Linked DNA regions of Mus musculus: regions 2 and 3 are each linked to region 1. A link is a contact called in public promoter capture Hi-C data. All regions are on one chromosome and are shown on one strand. Each heading gives the region's core, a stretch centred on a gene start, on an enhancer-like site or on the middle of the called end of the contact. The rest is flanking DNA. Distances are from core to core; before and after follow the strand shown. Region 1 holds the start of Usp21 (ubiquitin specific peptidase 21). Region 2 holds the start of Kcnj9 (potassium inwardly-rectifying channel, subfamily J, member 9). Region 3 holds the start of Atp1a2 (ATPase, Na+/K+ transporting, alpha 2 polypeptide).

Region 1 (4,473 bases), core at 641-3,140:
GTAGAAAAGGCTTGGTGACCTGATTGGTGACAAGCTAACCTTTCAGGAAGGGACCAAATGAAGCTTTTAAAGTGGGAAGGGAAAGCTGAGGCCTGAAGCAGATATGTAAGAGTTGCTAATCTCTGTGCCTAGAATCCTGGTGTGTACATGCTGCCTGTGGAATCTGCGGAACAAGCAGTTCAGCCAAGAGATGCATATGTCTGACTAGGCTAGTTCATTTTTCTCTCGTCTTATTATGGCTTTGTAATTCCTCCAGATTCCTATCACATATCCCACTACTGCTCCGGAAATTGCAGTCCCTGAGCTGGACGGGAAGACAGCAAAGATGTACAGGTAGGACTGACGAGGTGGTGAGAGAGAGCAAAGGTAGCCTTAGGGAAGAGCCCAAGAGACAATGGTTTCCCCAGAGCCTGCTCCAGCTGCTCCAGAGTCTAGGGGGAGTCCAGCTCTCCTCTGTCAAGCCTGAGCAAAGTACTTAGCTGACCTTGTTCTCCATTCTGAGCACTAACAATCTTCCTGTGTTCCCAAGAGGCTGCTCTACGTTAAGACTGTCTCACGTGTCAATGCTTTCCTCTCGTCTTTCTCACAGGGGTGGCAAAATATGTCTGACTGATCATTTCAAACCTTTGTGGGCCAGGAATGTGCCTAAGTTTGGACTAGCTCATCTCATGGCCCTGGGGGTGAGTTTGTTAATTTCGGTGTATGAGAGGAAGAGGGAGGGTTCAGGGATAAGTAATATCCTACACGTAGCTGAGACTAGACATTCCTTGGGCATGTCCTCCTAGGCTCTAGGACCTAGAGTCTCCGGGGAGGAGACTCAGGTGGAACAAGAGGCATGGACTGTGACAGTAACTTCACAGGGTTTCCCTTGCATTGCAGCTGGGTCCTTGGCTGGCAGTGGAAGTCCCCGATCTGATCCAGAAGGGTGTGATCCAGCACAAAGAAAAATGCAGCCAATGAAGGACTACGCCCCTGAGGCCGGACTGAGGGACCGTGGCTAGGCTCCATTCCTGTTTGCTCCTTTTTCAGGATTCCTTCAAGGGTCACCTCTGGCTGTTACAAAGTAGCTGGAGGGACAAATAAGAAAACCCAACAATAGGGCAAGGTCACAAAGTTTCTAAATGAAACTGTACAGAGAGATGAAAGATTTGGGCCTTGAAATAGGCGGTTTGTATCCCTTCTCCAAGTAGAGCCCTGGAGGCATTTTGGAGGCCTGGGGTGTAACTTACAGCACATAGCTTTTTGGTTTCTGGAGACAACCTGTCAATAAAAGCTGCTTCCCCTGGTAGCCTGTGGTTCTCATTGATGGCTGTTAAGAAGGTGAACAAGCAAAACGCGGAGGTACATGAACAACTACACTAGGTTGGGAGGAGGGTATGATAGAAGAAAATCTGGTTTCTTTCCTTGCTGTTGGGGTTCACTTTTTCCCTTTAGCAGTGAACCATGTTTTACTTAACTGCCTGAGCCTACAAAGAAGCTTGAAGAATGAGTTTTACAGGTCCAGCGTTCTCTTCCCACTAGGGATCTCCCCACCCTTAGGTGGAGTTGCTAAATGCTTCTCTATTGGTTTGCTGGCTAGACCTGGACCTGCATGCTGCTTTCTCACTGCATCCCTCTTGCTTCCGAAGAATCTGTGTTGTAAGCCCTTCCGTTACTTTTCGACTCTTGGGCTCTTCATCTCTATGGACCATATATGACTGGGTGAGGGGCCTTGGCCTCAGGGACTTGCAGCAATGGTTTAAAGACCACCATCAGGCAGGGCCTGAAACTAGTGGTTCTAAAGTTGGCTGCGTTTCCATGGTGTCGGTCGGGGAGCCGTGGGGGCGGGCTCACGCAAGCGCCGAGGAGGTAGGTGGGAGGATTCCGAGTGTGGGCGCGCAGGCGCCTAAGAGACTGTGAAGCCGGTGGCCGGTGGCCGGGCGGCACCAACAAAGATGGCGGCGGCCCTTGCGGCGGGAGCAAGCTGGGCAACAGCTGCGGCTAAAGCTGCAGCCCGGCCTGTGGGGAGGCTGTTTGGGGATAAGAGGGGGTGGCCCTGAGCTGGAGCTGGACCCCGGCTGGCCTCCCCCGCCGCCTCACCGGGGGACAGGTATGGGCCGGGACGTTATGGCGGGGTGGGGTGGGAGAGCCGAGGGAGGATGGATCCAGACCCCAGAGGACGTTCACCACAAAGGGGGATGCTCGCGGTGCCCAGCGGGGCCTGGGAGAACTGGGCTGGAAGAACGGCATTCTCGGACCGCGGGGAATATGCCGCCGGACCCCGCAGCCAATCAGCAGCCTCGGCCTTTCTGCCCTCGAGGGGGGCGGACCCGGGTAAAACCCTGCTGTGGTGGGAGAGGTGCACAAATTAGGGGTCAAGTAGTTCGTCCTCCATCTCAAACCATTGCCCCCCTGGGCCCAGATACCAAGTAGGATCCCAGAATTGGAGGAGGGAGTGGATTGCAGATCACCCGTTTAATCCGCTTCATTTGCAACCCAGAGGAGCTGGGGTTGAGATTGGAATGCTGTCTTTTGGACTGATTCCTGCGTCCACAGTCCCAGGTCTATGGCACATCCCACTTGACTAGCCACATATGGGGAGTTTGTAGATTATAAAAACAGCTGAGATTGAGAGTACCAGTGGCTTTTAAATAAATCTGTATTCTATAGAGAGGGGGTGGGGCATGAAAAGGTCAAAATGATGGTCTGCTATTCAATCATTTGTTTATTCAAGGAGTACTAAGTATTTTTCGTATGCCAAACATTGCCAGGTCCTGGAGATGCAAGAACTGATTTTATAAACGTTATATGTACCCTCGGTACATGAAGAAGACAGCTTGCATGATCGCCTGTATCTTCTCTCCCTTCCTAATTCAAACGCTGACTCTCTTTTCTCCTCAGGTCCAGCCTGTGGTGCCCACAATGCCCCAGGCTTCTGAGCACCGCCTGGGCCGGACTCGAGAGCCACCTGTCAATGTACAGCCCCGAGTGGGAGCCAAGATACCATTTCCTCCCCGGGCACGCAGCAAGGAGCGCCGAAACCCAGTTCCTGGGCCAAACTCCATGTTACGACCTTTGCCTCCCAGGCCAGGTCCCCCAGATGAAAGGCTCAAGAAACTGGAGCTGGGTCGGGGTCGGACCTCAGGCTCTCGTCCTAGAGGTCCCCTTCGAGCAGATCATGGGGTTCCCCTGCCTGGCTCACCGCCCCCAGCTGTGGCTCTGCCTCTCCCATCCCGGACCAACTTAGCCCGTTCCAAGTCTGTGAGCAGTGGGGACTTGCGTCCAATGGGGATTGCCTTGGGAGGGCACCGTGGCGCTGGCGAGCTAGGGGCTGCACTGAGCCGCTTGGCACTCCGGCCTGAGCCACCCACTTTGAGACGTAGTACTTCTCTCCGGCGTCTTGGGGGCTTCCCTGGCCCCCCTACCCTGCTCAGCATACGGACAGAGCCCCCTACTTCCCATGGCTCCTTCCACATGATATCTGCCCGGCCTTCTGAGCCTTTCTACTCTGATGACAAGATGGTGAGGACTTGACAGCACACGTGGTCTCTCCCATGCTCATGTTCCTCTTGCCTTCAACTTTGTCATACTATGGCTTTCCTGTGTTCCCTTCTCTGAGTCCCTTTGTCAACTCCTCATTACACCAGTGGATTCTTGTCTTTTCTGAGACCTTCTAGATCTTATTTTGGGTTGTATGTGATTCTCCAACTTGGTGTGCCATTCTAGTCCCTAGGGAATTAGCCCGACTATTTAGAATTCTTCCTTGGGTCCTTAGGCACTCTCTTTTAAGGCAACATCTCTCCTAGGACTGGGCCTAGACCTAATTAATCCCTGGAGCTGCGGAGGGGCGGAGTCAAGAGCACCTGTGCTGGTGTGGTTCCCCATTTCCCGAGCTAACTGAGCTAGGCTGCTTGCAGTTGGAGCCAGCAGGAGAGGGTGCAAGAAGGGGCCACGGGGGCAGGAGGGGGATTTGGGGGCAGTAAAGTGGGGGCGGGGAGCAGCTGGGCAACCATGCCAGTGCTTGGGGAGTTGCCTCAGGAGCTGCAGCGCCGGCTAGCTTGGCAGCGGAGTAAATGGGGACTTGGTGTGACAGCCATGGCTGAGTCTGTGGTACACTCAGCTGTGATGGGCTTACTACTCATGACCAGTGAGGTAGGATGACCAGTGAGGGGAACAGGGTAGAACTGGGGCACGAGTTGGGTTGGGGAGACATTCAGCAGCATGCTATTGAAAGCGCCAGGTAGAATATGACTGTCCTCTGACTTTCTAGGCTCACCACACACTGCTTCTGGGCTCTGGTCATGTTGGCCTCCGAAATCTAGGAAATACAGTAAGAGCCACTTTCCTGTCCTTCTCTGTAAAAGGGATGTGAGATGGTGTTGGGGGTGGAGACAGGCACAGACCCAGGAGAGGCATGCCGGAGAGCAGGAAGCGCTCTCAGTCCTGCTGGGCACCGGTCTGCAAAGGTAACAGCAGTGTCCCCACCGCTTCCCC
Region 2 (4,473 bases), core at 850-3,349, 1.0 Mb before region 1:
GTAGCAACTTTATTTGGAATCGGCAAAAACTGGAAATGAAATGACTTTCAGTGGCTCAATGGACAAATGAATTGTGGTACTTCCTGGCCGTGGACCATCATTCAGTACCAAAATGAGATGAGCTGTGGAGCTAAAAAAGACATGAAGCAACCTTAAATGCACAAGTGGAAGAAGCCAATCCAAGGAGCTGCATACTGTATAATTCCAACCCCATGGCATCCTGGAAAAGGCAGAACCACAGAAACAGGTTTTTAAAAAATCAGAGATTGCCAAAGGCTAAGGGGAGAGTGGATGGCTGGGGGTAGCAGAGAGGAAAGTATCGGCCACACCATCATAGCGGATACACATCCTCGTGGCCGTTCTGGGTTTACAGCAAGAGAAACCACACCGAGAGAAAGTCCTAATGTGAACTAGAAACCAGTGATCATGCTGTGCCAAGTTAGATTTGTAAGTCGTAAACAAGCTACTATTCTCACTGGAGATGTCTAGAGTAGAGGAAACTGTGTATGCCAGGCAGAAGGCATGTGGAAACTCTTAGTGCCTTCTCTCAGTTTATATGTGTTTGTGTGTATGTATACATCTTTGTGTGTATGTGTGTGCATGTACACGTGCGTACACACAGAAGTCTGAAGTCGATGTTTTCCTATATCACTCTCCACCTTAGTTTTTCAGACAGGGTCCCTCATGAAACCTGGAATTCACCAGTTTGTTGGGGCTAACTGGCCAGTGAGCTCTGGGCATCCTCATGTCTCTGCCTTCTCAGCTGGGATTCCACGTGTTTGCCACCACATCCTGCATTTACACGGGTGCTGAGAACCCAAGCTCAGGTCCTCATCAGTAGGGCAAGCACTTAACTGACTGGGCCATCTTCCCAGGCTCTTCTCTTGCTGTACAATTAAAAGTACTCTTTGAAAAAGTCTTTTAAATATGCATGCCTATATTTCCAGCACCGAGGAAGTGGAGCCAACCTGGGCTAGACAGTAAGACCTGGTCTTGGGGGTGGGGAACACCTAACAAAAACAAAAACAAAAACAAAAACAAAAACAAAAAACACCCAAAAACATTAAATGAAGAGCCAGGGCAGTGACAAGACACGTGACTCCCCAATCTCTGTCCAACTCTGGAATTCAATAGGCTACTTTTTCTGTTTTCCTCATCCATAAATAGAAAAAGGGATAACTGTCTCACAGGATTGTCACAGAAATTAAATGAGATTCTGCTGGATGGATTAGCAGTAGGAGCATGTAGCAGCAGACCTGTGCAACTCTGTGTCTTTCCACTGATGGCATCATAGGCTGCTGCTGGGCAAGGACCTGTTCATTTCATAATCGCCTCTACCTAGCCCAGTATGTGGTGTTTGAGCCCCCTAAGTCTGCTGGGTTGATGGTAAGAGCTAGCCTAGACTTCTCTCTCTCTCTGTTGGACATTTGAGGGTTTTCTCAACTTTTTGCTATGAGCAAAGTACATCTCAAACCTCTTTTATTTACATCACCTAATTTGATCTGCATCCCAGGTGAAGCCAGCAGAAGAGGGCTGTTTGCCCACGCCCACACTCTGAGACAGACAGAATCACTATGGCTCAGAGAAGTGAAGGGACCTCTTCGGGTCACAGGTATATCAGTGGTGGTGATGACGATGGCGGAGCCTCTGGCCCTGCTTCTCTAGCCCCTACCTCTGCAGACCTTTTTCTCTCTGTCTGCTGCCTTCTGCATCAGAGGTCTCTTAAAAAAATTGCAGCCTTGTCACGCTGGGCCTGGTCCTTCTGTCCGCTGTCTGGAGGGCAGCACCTTTGCCCAGTGGTCCCTGCTGGGGATTGTGAACTGCAAACTCCCAGATGGCCTCTGAAATCAAATATTTTATTTCCAATGCCTCTATTTTCCCAGAATGAGGAGCACACCAGTCCCCCCACACACACACTTGCTTTCGTCCCTATAAAGAGGTGAGGAGATGACTCTCCGTGTCCAGGAGGAAGGACTTTGGCTAAAAATAGCTGTGGCGTGTGGATTAGCCAGAGTGGTACCCAGGACTGGGAAAGGGAGGGGGACGCTGTGGAGCTGTAGCCAGACTGGTTGCCATAGAAACGAGAGAGGAGCAGGGGAACCTGGGAAGTGGGGATGACACAGATACCAAGTCCTAGTCTGAGCTGCCGTTACATTCAGGAGAAACAGCAGTGTCGGCGGCTCCCAATCTCAGAGGGAACCTAGGGTACTGGGGGAGATGGTGTCAGGGACATGGACGCCAACCCCCAAGGGTCCCTGCTGCTGGCTACTCTTCTCTCCAGGCTCTGTGAGTTGAGTTGTGGGACTTGGGGTTTGGGCCCCTATTTCTGAGCCAAGAGGGGTTTGGGTGGAGCTGCTCCCAGAGGGACTTCTCCCCGACAGACCCCTTTCCAAAAGATAAGCCCCCTGTACTGGCCAGCGCTCTCTAGAGGGAGGTGGAGTACTCCAAGATAATGTGGTGCTCGGATCTTACTGAAAGGGGTCACAGCATGCCCAAGAACTGTGGTCGGAAGAACTGGAGTTATTTGGAGGGAAGAGGAAGAAATGAAGACGTTGCTCTTCAGGTGGTGGACACCGCACACCTTTCCTGTCCCATGAAGAAGAGAGCTTTTCTCGAGATGGCAATGGCTAGGATGTCATCAGTAGGCTCCCTGGGCAGTCGTGTTCTGGGGATGATCAGACACTGGGAATCCTTCCCCATTCCTGGCCGTAGATGGAGGTCAGATCACCTTAGACCCTACGAAGACTGTCTAGAAGCCCACCTGAAGTTAATACTAGGATGAAAGAGACCTGGGGTCTCGAGGCACTGAAAACTTACAGATGAGGTGCAGAGGACATCCTGGGCTGCAGAGAGGGAAAAACAAGCCTGCTTGCTGTTGGGGGAGGGGAAGATCTTAATCTGCCATTGCCGAAGTGTTCCCAGGTCATGTCTCCTGACTTCCATGGAAAATAAGTGTGTGGGGTTACAAACCATCTTTTTGGGTTTTTTTCCTTGTGCCTTTCTTTAACATACACACACCCTCCAAAGGTCTGCTGGCTACAGAACACTTGGCTCCAAAGTTTAAAAATGGAATGTCGGGTTTGTGGGTATATATTCATGCAGTTTCTCCCTAGGATCTGGTCAAACATCCAAACCATCTGAGATCCTTATGTCACATTTCTGCCCCCACAGGGCCACCTGCTCTCCCCACTTCCCCAGCCTTCCTGCCCCACCCCTCACCCTGAATGGGAGGAGATGGCAAATCCCAGGAAAGAGAAAGGAAGGTTGATGAGTCTTAATCCTTATTCTACAGACTTCTGTTCATATGGTCCATATCTCCTAGGGGACCCTGAAAGCCTAGGAACCGACTCTGGCCATCCATCTCTCCGGGAAGATTATAACCCAGAGTGCTTCTCAGGGGGGAAGAATTTGAAGCAAAACCAGGTGGGTTTTGCTTGGAATCTGGGCTTTGTGTGGAATGTGGGCTTTGGGACATATGGCAGGAGTGGGTGGGGTTGCTGGTAGGGTAGTAAATGCAAATCAGGAAATTGGTAGGGGGGGTCGATGTGGGTGTTTGGTGTTTCGATTGGTCTGATTTCTTATCTCTTAGAAGAATACGAATCTGAGAGATACTAGACTAGCGTAACTCTGGATGGCTTGGCGCCTCCTTCATCCTTGCCGTGGGCAGTTGACCTCACTCGTCATCCTTGCCGTGGGCAGTTGACCTCACGCATGGCCCCCAATCTCCTATTGCCAACCCTTTTCAGCGTGTCTCCTGTGGGAAAGAGCCCTGGCAGGAAATGGGCTGGTATCAGAGCATCAGTGACCACGGTGAAGCAGTTAGAATTGCCAGTGGGAAGTTCCCAATGCTGAGGACATCCAACCTTTGCACACTGGAGGTTTTTGTGCACAGTCTGCATTGCTTTCTCCTTGGGAAGTCTGGGGTGGAGGGGAAATGTAGCAGGAGAAAGAGTGAGGCCAGGGAGAACACCGAGGGAACAGTCTTCAGGTGGGGCTTCTGGCAGGATGCTGAAGAGTGCTGGGGGAAGGGATAATTGCCAGGGAAAGGGCTGTGGAAGTCCTCATCGCAGGGAGGGCTTTGCATGGAGAAGGAACTGCCAAGAAGTCTACCTCTTCAGTACCCTAAATGTCTGATCCGGGGTGCCTGTGAGTTGCTACATACACCAGCTTGAGGTAGTGACGCTGAGATCTGTGACATCGAGATGGCTAATGCCTCTTATTGAACTTCGACACCCAGTTTGTGCTCTTTATCTGTGTAATCTGTACAACTCTCTCTCTCTCTCTCTCATAATTCTTTATTCTTTTTTTAAAAGATTTATTTACTTAATGTATATGATTACACTGCCGCTGTCTTCAGACACATCAGAAGAGGGCCTAAGATCCCATTACAGATTGTTGTAAGCCACCAGGTGGTTGCTGGGAATTGAACTCAGAACCTCTGGAAGTGCAGGCAGCGCTCTTAACCCCGCTGAG
Region 3 (4,473 bases), core at 913-3,412, 1.0 Mb before region 1:
TAGATGCTACTTATACCCCCCAAAAGGATCATCTATTCACCCCTAAACCCCACACTCCACTAGCCTTCAGGTAAATCTTCTAGAGCCTTCGTCCCCAGCTTTACATCTTCAGCTGTTCTCTGTGTCCTTGACACACAGGGACTGTGTTTAATTTCCTCTCATGATTTTCCCAGTCTCATCTACTCCAGACCCAGACCATGAGAATGGACCACAGACCATGAGAAAGTCCATGTGTGCTTATAGGGCCCATCCTTCCTGCGTAGGCCCAGGAGGAAACAGTTAGGGGCAGGTAGGCGCTGACCCTCCGGTGTCTGTAATGGAAAAATCTCAGCTGCAGAGCCGGAGGTGGCCAGCTATTTAGGGAATTCAGATGTGAGCCCTGTGCTCTGAGAGTAGATTTCCTGGACAAGAGGTCCATAATCGCTCTACAGGGAGCTCCCTCCAGGGCCAGAGGGGGCTCAACCCAGCCAGCCCAGCCAGCGGGCACCTTAGGACTCCTGCCAATGCCTCATTGCCTCCCTCCTCCTTCCCAGCCAGGGTTCTCAGACCTGCCCCTGCTCAGTGGGCGTCCACTCACTCACTACATTTCGGTGCCCAGAGAAATGGGGACACTGCAGAACTTTATCCCTCTAACTGTTCCTAGTCGGTGGGGGCAGAAAATCTTCTTCTCTCTGTCCCCAGCCTCCATTCTTCAACAAATGAATGATGCCAACACCCCCCCCCGCCCCCAGAGCGGCTGGGCTGGTCATGAGTTATCTGCTCTGTTCCTGTTTCTATTGAGAGTAATGTTGAAGACATCTTCTCAGCTGGAGGTGAAGCCCCCTCCCTCCCCCCAGACCCAACCTCCAGGATCTCCCATGCCATTAAACAGGTCTCTCACAGTGGAGTCTGCCTGACCCCTTCCTCCCAGAAGGAACCAAGGAAGTCCTTGCTCTTTCTAGTCCCACAGAGTTGGTATTTGAGGTGATAATGACTTCCATGCCCTCCTGCTACACCTTCCAGATTTGACTTCTCATACCATTCACCGACCTCCGACTCAGACTCACTCAAAGCTCCCCTGTAGCAGTGAAGGGGAGGCTCATCTGCTTCATACACAGAATGGCAGAAATGCTTCCACGTGCCTGTTGTGCCCGGACTTGGGCGGCCTTCCTGGCTCTTTCATATCTTCTGTCCTTCACCTTCCCAACTGCTTCTAAGTGCGGAGACTCTTGCTTGTCTTGAACACTGGGTTACAGGTGTGTCCACCATTAAAAATCATGTCACAATGTTATAACCAACAACATTCATGTCATCTACAAACCACACTGGACAACTATGAAATCACATTATCCAGAGAGAGAGAGAAAGAGAGAGAGAGAGAGAGAGAGAGAGAGAGAGAGAGAGAGAGAGAGAGAGAGAGAGAGAGAACGAACGTTGGTGGTGGCACATTCTCTTAATCCCAGCAGAGGCAGGGGGATCTCTGAATTTAAGGATTAGCCAGATCTGTAGAGCGATTTCCACAACAGCCAAAGCAACACAGAGAAAACTTGTGTCAAAAAACAAACAAACAAATAAAAAATCGCTACACTGTTACAAAGCATCTCAATGTTTGAAGTAAGGTTAGGATGTATTGGGCCAAATTCCTAGCTATGGTGGTGGTGGGGTGGCGTATGGAGCCCAAGAGCAACAAGTGGGACATGCCTGGTGCAGCATCTCCAGGCTTTGGTTCTGCAAGGAGCTTCAAAAGCAAGAGTCGTCTGATTCTAGTTCTAATTCTTTCTTGGTCACAACGTCCTTGCAGCCCCTTACAGCAGATGGAGCAGGCTGTTGCTTTCTCTGGAAACTTGGATGTGAGCTCAGGGAGATTCTGTCTTATCCAGTAAGATTGCTGAATTCTTATAGCCTTGCTTCCCCACCTGGAAATATAGGCAATTAGTCCCAGGACCATGAGCTGGCTGCTCTCGAGGGGCCACCTCTCCTTTTTCCAGCTACCCCTTCCCCATTCCTTTCCCCTTGCTTCTCTCTTGGTTGTAGCTGCCCATGGGATGGGGAAATGCTAAGAGGAGCTGAGGGGGACAGACCGGGGACAAAACAGGACCATCAGCTGGGCCAGTTGCTAAAGAGGCGGGAGGGGAGGGGAGGAGTCCTCAGGGATCCAGTTTCAACAAACGTTTCTTTCCCCAGAAGGGGAAGGCGGGAGTGAGGGGGAGAGGGACCTATTTAAAGCTACCCTGTTGCTCAGACTGTCTCTGTCTGTCTGCCAGGGTCTCCAGCTGCCCCAGACAGGCGGTGTGGTCTTGGGATCCTCCTGGTGACCTTTCCAGCCTAGGTCCCCTCAGCCACTCTGCCCCAAGATGGGTCGTGGGGTGAGTATCCCTCCAAGATCAGGGGCCACTCTCTGGAGGGTGGAGTAGAAATGGGACGTGGAGAGAGGGGTGAGAGACGCTGACGGACTGCGTGGGATGGTTTGAACTTGGAACTAGTCTCCCGACTGCACATGCATGTGGATTCGTTCCACGGAGCTCATGAGCCTAGGGACTGGCAGGTTCTGCAGCTACCCTGCTCTCTGCCTCTCCCACAACTAGCCTAAGAAACTACCCAAGTGTCCTTCTAGATCTCCCTGCTCTCTGCCCACTCATCCTTACTCCACAAATCCCTCCTCTCGCTCCACAATCCCGAGCTTCCCAGCTGAAGAGATCTTTGACACTGTTAGTTCTCTGCCGTCCTTGTTACCCACTGAAAATATCTATTGCTCTGAGGTCCTTAGCCCAAGAGTACAGGGGCCAGCCTGGGGCTGGGAAGAGCCACCTAGCAGTTGATTACACCAGTTCCCAGAGTTCTTCATGCCAGAGTCAGCTGGGGCAGAGAGAGCAAAGATGTATCCCCAGCCCTCACCCCAGCACCCCTCCGGATGTCCCCATAAGCACTGTCCTGGGCTCCAGGCCATAGGTTTTGGGGACCTTTCCAAAGGCTGCTGAGAACTGCGCCTGCCTATGGCATTGTGAAGCAATGGATTTGCCAGTGAAAAGATTAACAGCCATATCTGGGCGAGCAAGGACAAGGCTTCCAATTCTTGGGAATAAAATCCCCATATGAAGAAAAAGGACCCAATCCCTTTCCATACTGTGCTTGGAAGTTTTCCTCATGTGGAATCCTGGCAAAAGAGGGCACAGAGGGAAAGGGCTTGACAGGCCATTGCAAAATGCAAGGGGGACAGTGCCACAGGGTGCTGTGAGCCAATTTCTGGATCCAAGGAGGAGTCAGGCAAGGACATGTTATTGCACTAAGCTGAACAGCTGGAAAAACTCGAATCCTGGACACCAGAGATCCAGAGCTTGGGTGGGAACTGGAAATAGAAGACCATCGCGCATGTGTGCATACATGCATCTGTGTGTGTGTGTGTGTGTGTGTGTGTGTGTGTGTGTGTGTGTACACGTGTCCACAACCTTACAATAGCGTGTTCCTAGGATAGTGCTGCAGGCTTCCATGGGTGAACCTGCACTATGTTTCAGCAGGAGAATTTGCAAATGAAGGGCCTCTGGGCATACAGGGTGATGGGTGGTGAGTGTAAGGTGAGGGCTGTAAGCCCGCCCTTAGGAACTATCTATGGGCAATGGGTTTCCCCAAGGAAGAGTCATGGTTAAACTGGGACCTTCAGTAATATCGTTCCTGCTCCCCATAGAAAGAGCAGATCCAGCTGAGGGGCAGAACCTCTGAGAGTCCAAGGCCAACCAGGTCAGGCAAGCCCAACCTCCATCTAAGTAGAAAGAAAGAGCAGACAACCCTCCACTCTGCTCTACCCCAGAGTAAGGTAGCCCCAGCTCATAGAGTTCTTTTGACTTGGAAAGTAACTTGACCTTGGCTTCCCCATTCAGAACTTCTCCCCTAGTACCCTTGCTGGGTCCATAACCTGTGGCACCCCTAACCTAGTGGCTGCGCGTGACTCTGCTGGTCTGGTCTGTTTAGCGGAAAAGGCTGGGTTAAGTCTGGGAGCTCAGAGTCCTACCTACAAGGAAAGCCCTGCAGAAAACAATCCCACTCCCCACACTCAACTCTGGGGTCTGCTTCACCTCCATTCCAGTCCACGCCTGTGTGGCTGTGAAGGGCAGCGTGGGAGCTGGGGAGAGGGATCACACTGGTGGGAGGGAGCCAAGCCTCCTCCAGAGGCTGAGGTGGGGGTGGGGGGAGTGTTGGCTGCTTTCCAGCTACCCCCACTTTGTCCCAGTCTCTGGCTTTCTGAAAAAAGAACTCTCTGTTCTCCTACAACATTGAAGAACCAAAGAGAGGGACTTGTGTTAGGGGAGGGAGGGGAGACCAGAGGGGGAGAGAGGGGTCCCCACTTCCTCTTTCTTTCTTCCCTGGGCAGCCACTGGCCCCAAATCTCTGCAGGCTCCTGGCCATGGAGCCTGAGATCCTTGCCAGGACAGAAGAAGGGGGAAGGGCAGCCGAGCTCTGCACTTATGGGAGAGCAGGGTGGGAGCTGGGAAGAAAAAG

What was found. Promoter capture Hi-C pulls out the DNA fragments that hold promoters and counts their contacts. Capture Hi-C pulls out chosen DNA fragments and counts their contacts.
Region 2: a contact with region 1 is called in a promoter capture Hi-C map of hippocampal neurons, with 2.4 times the contacts expected there. The contact joins the promoter of Kcnj9 here to the promoter of Usp21 in region 1. A contact is called at or near these places in 3 of 39 promoter capture datasets (cranial neural crest, hippocampal neurons and liver).
Region 3: a promoter capture Hi-C map of liver shows a contact between it and region 1, with 2.2 times the contacts expected there. The contact joins the promoter of Atp1a2 here to the promoter of Usp21 in region 1. A contact is called at or near these places in 2 of 39 promoter capture datasets (hippocampal neurons and liver) and 2 of 9 other capture datasets (adipose tissue and liver).

Annotation. Positions count from the first base shown.
Region 1 is chr1:171,285,378-171,289,850 of GRCm38.p6, reverse strand. Usp21 (ubiquitin specific peptidase 21) reads left to right here and starts at 1,890. Exons shown (of 13, transcript NM_013919.4): 1 at 1,890-2,089; 2 at 2,881-3,501; 3 at 4,250-4,309. The coding sequence starts at 2,902. It overlaps Ufc1 (ubiquitin-fold modifier conjugating enzyme 1), which reads left to right. Exons shown (of 7, transcript NM_025388.3): 5 at 257-333; 6 at 590-680; 7 at 880-1,287. The coding sequence ends at 960.
Region 2 is chr1:172,326,948-172,331,420 of GRCm38.p6, reverse strand. It overlaps Kcnj9 (potassium inwardly-rectifying channel, subfamily J, member 9), which reads left to right and starts at 2,099. Exons shown (of 4, transcript NM_008429.3): 1 at 2,099-2,286; 2 at 3,323-3,423.
Region 3 is chr1:172,295,753-172,300,225 of GRCm38.p6, reverse strand. It overlaps Atp1a2 (ATPase, Na+/K+ transporting, alpha 2 polypeptide), which reads left to right and starts at 2,162. Exons shown (of 23, transcript NM_178405.3): 1 at 2,162-2,345. The coding sequence starts at 2,334.